Linked DNA regions of Ovis aries: region 1 is linked to region 2. A link is a contact called in public Hi-C data. All regions are on one chromosome and are shown on one strand. Each heading gives the region's core, a stretch centred on a gene start, on an enhancer-like site or on the middle of the called end of the contact. The rest is flanking DNA. Distances are from core to core; before and after follow the strand shown. Region 1 overlaps ENTPD7 (ectonucleoside triphosphate diphosphohydrolase 7). Region 2 holds the start of SLC25A28 (solute carrier family 25 member 28).

What was found. A called contact is a pair of places that touch in the nucleus more often than the background predicts.
Region 1: a contact with region 2 is called in a Hi-C map of liver, with 2.2 times the contacts expected there. The contact joins the enhancer-like site here to the promoter of SLC25A28 in region 2. A contact is called at or near these places in 6 of 16 Hi-C or Micro-C datasets (blood, liver, mixed tissues and 1 more).

What each region holds. Positions count from the first base shown.
Region 1 is chr22:20,440,246-20,442,945 of ARS-UI_Ramb_v3.0, forward strand. All of the region lies in intron 4 of ENTPD7 (ectonucleoside triphosphate diphosphohydrolase 7), which reads left to right. Among named protein-coding and RNA genes, the nearest start is that of ENTPD7, 19 kb to the left of the region's middle. Within about 2 kb of position 1,441, at least 11 of the 54 cell types and tissues checked have an H3K27ac peak or open chromatin away from gene starts, as enhancers often do. A contact at or near this core is called in liver and tail adipose tissue, where this site is marked.
Region 2 is chr22:20,403,928-20,406,627 of ARS-UI_Ramb_v3.0, forward strand. It overlaps SLC25A28 (solute carrier family 25 member 28), which reads right to left and starts at 1,421. Exons shown (of 4, transcript XM_012103183.4): 1 at 1,039-1,421. The coding sequence starts at 1,329.

The DNA of each region.
Region 1 (2,700 bases), core at 191-2,690, 36 kb after region 2:
TTCTCTGTCCATGGGATTTCCTAGGCAAGAATACTGGAGTGAGTTGCCATTTCCTTTTCCAGGGGATTTTCATGACCTGGGGTTCGAACATGGGTCTCCTGCACTGCAGGCTAATTCTTCACTAGGCAGATTCTTCACTGTCTGAGGCACCAGGGAAGCCCAGAGGGGAAGCATAATTTCACAAGGGTGGTAGGAAGGTCACCTGAGGGACTGGGTATCTGGGGGCTAGTAGGAGGGCTCTGGTAAGATTTGAGTTTTCTCTGTAACTTTGCCTGGCTTCCTGGTGACAGCTGGTGCTGCCTGCAAGCTCGGTCTCCATGGCTTGAGACCAGGTTTTTCATCACTTGTCAGGTAAGTTTTTTCCACATGACCTTGGCAATTTAGCTTGGCATTTTTGTCACCTAATCCTAGAGGAGGAGGAAAAGGAAGAGGCAGCGGCTATACTTAGGTCTGATCCCTCCTTGTTTGTGATTTCTCCCCTTTGACACCTCCCTGACCCCTCTACACTTACTGTGGTCTTGGGGTAGGTAGGAATGAGCCCCCTTAACTTGAGCATCCATCCTTCTGGAATGTCCACAGTCTCATAGTCATCAGTATTTTTTATTAGCTTAAATATTTTTCCTTGATAATTAGGAGTTCCCTTTGCACAGAACTTCATTTTGTATGTTTGGCCAACAGCAGTGAAAACCTCTGTCATGTGTATAGGGCCCCATTCAGCCTGTGCCAGACAGGCCACACAGTACAGTCTGTGCCAGTGCGTCTTTCAGTGCATTGCTCTCCTGCTGCTCAGGTGCAGACGTACTGGTTTCCTCTCTGGTTTACTGTTGAGAAGCCATTTGTCATCGTTAAAGGCCTTCTAGCTCCTTATTTTCACAAACATTTTGGTTTTAATTTTTTTGTTGTTTTTACTTATTTTTAAAACTGAAATTTATGATGTAGAACTTCACATCATTAAATTTTAAAAGTAAAACAAAAAAGTCATTATTCTACTGTCTTATCAAAACTGTTTCATTTTGTTCTATTCCTTTCTATCTGTACATCTATATGTAACTTCTACAAAATCGTTCTCATACTACACATGCAGTTTAGAATTTTTGTTTTTGACAAAAGTAATACATCATTCTTCCCAGGTGATTTTCCAGGTGGCTCAGGGGTAAAGAACTCACCTACCAATGCAGGAGATGTGGGTTTGATTCCTGGGTTGGGGAAATCCCCTGGAGGAGGATATGGCAACCCACTGCAGTATTCTTGCCTGGGAATTCCCATAGACAGAGGAGCCTGGCAGTCCATGGGCTTGCAAAAGAATTGGATACAACTGAGCAACTAAACACCACCGCCACCACCGCCATTCAGAATTTTGCAAACCCTTGGGAGAGTGTGGATGACACACGTGGTGCCATATCATGGGTTCCGTGAACGGACTGAGGTCTCACAAACCAGGAAGGAGGTTGGCGGGCCAGAGGAAAAGCTGACTCAGAGGTCAGAAAGGCAGAGCCAACCAACAGGGCAAAGATTTGGCCACATTTTGTGAGCAAAGTGGAGCAAAGGAGAGGATTGCCCCATCTGCTGGCACTGCCCATCCTTTCCTCAGTCAGAGAAGTTTCTATTTAAACAAAACCACCCCATTAGCTCCACCCCATTTGTCTAAGATGTTCTTTGTCATCATGGAACTCTGAATATTAATATTTATTTTATCTTAAGAATTTGTAAAGAACTTGCCTTTAACTTCTGTTTTGATCACCTCTTTTAATAATACCTAGATCTATCCTGGGCTTATGAAACCTCTAAGGTAGCTATAGTTGTTGACATAAGTGTAACAATCCCTGGAAGAACCTGTTTTATATAATTAATACTTTGTTACTTATTCGTATTTGTGAGAAATATTCAAAATGGGGGTGGATCACCTGTACGGTATTTTGGATTTATTAGCAGGATGTTTTATTTCTTTGCCAAAGGCCTAAACTAATAGAATTTATTCTACTGCCTTTTTATTTTGTAATAGAAATAGCTTTAAAGAACTACAAAGCGATATTATAAGAAAATTGTAAAGTGATAAGGAAAAAAACTTAATTATGGGAAATTTCAAATATATATAGAAGTAGAGGGAACAGTGTGTGACTCCCCATTTACTTACCACCCAGCTTGAGCAGTTGTCAACATTTTGCCATAGACATTTTTTTTTAAATAAAGAAGCAGTATTGAATTTTAGAAAACCAGTGTTCCGTCCTATCCTGTGAAATACATGAAGAGCGTTTTGTTTATTAACATAAATTGGGATAATATTATATATACTGTTTTCTAACCTGTTGGAACTGGAACTCTTTTCATGTCAATACAGGTAGATAGAAATTGACCTCATTTCTTTTTAACATCTGTATGCTATAACATTGTATGAATATACCATAAATTACTTAGCCAGTCACTACTGATGTACATACAGTTAGATTATTTCCAGTTTTTCACTGTTACAAGTAATGCTGCAGTATTTTTCTCCTTTGTATTCTTGTCTGATGACTTTCATGCAATAGCTGTCTTACAATACAGTTATTAGGTCACAGGTTTAAACACATTAACAATTTTGATACTAGTCCCAGATCACCCTTTAGAAAGATTCTACCAGTAATGTACATTTCAAACAGCAGAGTGTGTTGCTGCCCATTCTTCAACATCATCACCAGACCAGCAAGCCTTTGGATATTT
Region 2 (2,700 bases), core at 171-2,670:
ACAGTCCCCTTGAGTTTACTTCTCACTCAGCTTATTTAGTGGTGGCTCCTTTGCCAATGCACAAGAATAAGAACTGTAAAGAACAATGCATTCCCCCTCGTTACCCAGCTTTCTTCAGAAACACCTAGTCACTACCTAGTCTTGTACCCACTCAAGAGCCTGCTTGGTGTGGATGAAATTACTTTCACTTTCCCAGGAATCATGCCCTCAGGTTGGTCCCGTTTCATTTTCTTTACACTAACATCTACTTTCTTCACACTAACATCTATTTTCCAATACTGTCATGCCTCCCTTATAGGCAACTTTTCCCTTTTTGTCAACTTCAAGTGGCTAAAGATATACACTATGAGGTCCATCCCTCCTAGGAGGGGTGATGTGCTCCCTGCACACACACAACCCCAATCCCAGCTAAATTTTCATGTTCAGGAAATAGGTGGGGTATCAGGCCTGCTGCACTGAGAAACCGAAACTTTTTCCTGGTCTTTCTCATACTATTTCCAGTCAGGAACTCTGAATTCTGACTGTACAAAGATTTCCACTCACTCATTGATTAAGATTTAATAAGTAAATCTTTCATCTAGCTGAGATATCCCAGACTCTGGTTCCTGCCCTGTCACTTGTAAACACACAAGATTAGTTTGTAAAAGCAATCGGAACATCTCTAACTTTTAAGATCCTGTTCTGGGTCTTCAATAAGCGTTACCTTAATGAAGTTAGTAGCACTTACCTGTTCCTTTCCCATCCCACCCTATTCCTGTTTAGTCCCAGATGGGATCCAGGGTTTTGGCTGACAGATTTCCTTCCCAGAGTCCGGATTCAGATCTCACTGACGGTTAGAAATGGGTCCCGATTCCTGACTGGGATCAATTCCCGGCTGGGACCTTGCTTGCACGGAGTATCGGTCGAATAGTGGGGTGGTGGTAGGAGCCAGAAAGGAAACCCTGTCGGCTCCGGCTCTCGGCTGGGATCCTGGCTCCAGGCATGACCCAGGGGGTCGGGTCAGCCCCAGGTCGGGTTCGGAGCAGGTCCAGGTCTCACCTTGACGCAGTCGACGGGGTACATCACGCAGTGCTCCAGGATCCCTGCCACGGCGCCCGCCACCATGTGCGTGGTGACAGTGGTTCCAGCCGGCAGCGCCTCGTAGTCCGGGCCGGAGTCCGGATCCTGTCGTACAGGGGGCCTGCAGGCCCCGGCCTCCCCGCCGCTGGCCCCCCGGCCCACGCCCCGCTGCAGCCACCCGTCCAGCAGCGCCGACTCCCCGGGGCTCCGCCCCGGCCCAGCCGCCGGCCCCCCCGCCACACCGCCAGCACCCCGCCCCTCCAACTCCATCCACCCGGGCCAGCTGCGGCGCCCACCCTCGCCACCGCCGCCACTGCCGCCGCCGCCCCCCAACCCCGTCGCGTCTGCCTCAGGCGCGGCCCAGAGAGCCGGGGGCCTCCGGCTCCCGCTTGGCCCCGAGGACACGCCCCTCAGTCAGCCATTGGTGCAGCCGCCAAGTTAGCTCCGCCTCTTAGTTTACGTAAAAAAATATGTCTGTGGTATTAGTGAACTTGCCTGTCATTTCTTCGCCCCGCGGCGTTGCTACCGCTTAGATCCCACCCCTTCCCCTTTGATCTTGGAAGCTTCTTGTTTATTGGCCATTTGATTGGCCAGCATGTAAGATCAACCCGCCCTCCGACTTTTCTGGAGGGCGGGAGAAACTTAAGGCTGAACTTTGATAGGCTCAACCACCCTTGATGCTTTGACCCCGGCCATTGGCTAGCATCACGTCGGGATCTGATTGGCTACAGGAAGAGGGTGAAGCGCCCAGGGGCTATCGAGGCGGAATTTGGGCCCCAGACTGGCGCCGGTGGAGCTGTGTGCGCTGAAGGCTACATCGCTTTGGGGGGGTAGGGAGGGGGAGGGGGGGAGGGCGGTACTCGGCCTTCAAGGTCAAACCGCTGACTGGTGCCGTTAAGATCCGCGCTCAAGCGCCTGCCCCGAATCCCTAGACTCGCAGGTTGCGTGCGGACTGGTGGCCCTGGCGCGAGAGCTCTATTCCCGCGGGATGTCGGGCTGACGTGGGGCGGAGCCGGCCTGGGCTTGGCATCCCCTGGCGTGGCCCACCGGTCTGTCACGAAAGCTGTTGCGACATGCAGGCAGCGGCCGGTTAAACTCTTGTCAGGTCGGGAGTGTTGTTCCCTGTGGGCCATGTGCGGGCACACTCCTGAGGGCTCGGTGCTCCTCAGGCCCCAGAGTCACCCAGTAAACCCCCCAGTTCTTGAGTGAATGAGTTGGGAGACCTGCTGACGTTATACCCTGAGTCTAGCCGAGAACTGAGGCCGGGAAGAGAGCTGTCGACGTCGGGGCGGGAAGATTCAGAGACAATGACAGCTGGGGAGGCTGGGCAGGAGGCAGCTGCTGCCCAAACACAGCAGGAAAGTGCGTCAAATAGGGGAAGCTTGTCCCTAAACTGACTCACTGATGAGCCCCTTCCCGGTGACGATTCCTTTGTTTTAAGACGGCTCTCCCTCGCAGACAGGTGGGCTGGAGTCTCAGAGGGACGCTTATGGTTAAAGAACAATGTCAGCAGCCCCCAGCCTTGAGCATCACCTGGGCCGTGAGGATACACAGGTGGTGCTTTGCTATGGCTTCAGGCTGGGTTGATGAACACAGGCTTTCCGAACTCCGTCTGCCCGGCTTCAGTAACCCTTCACTGGA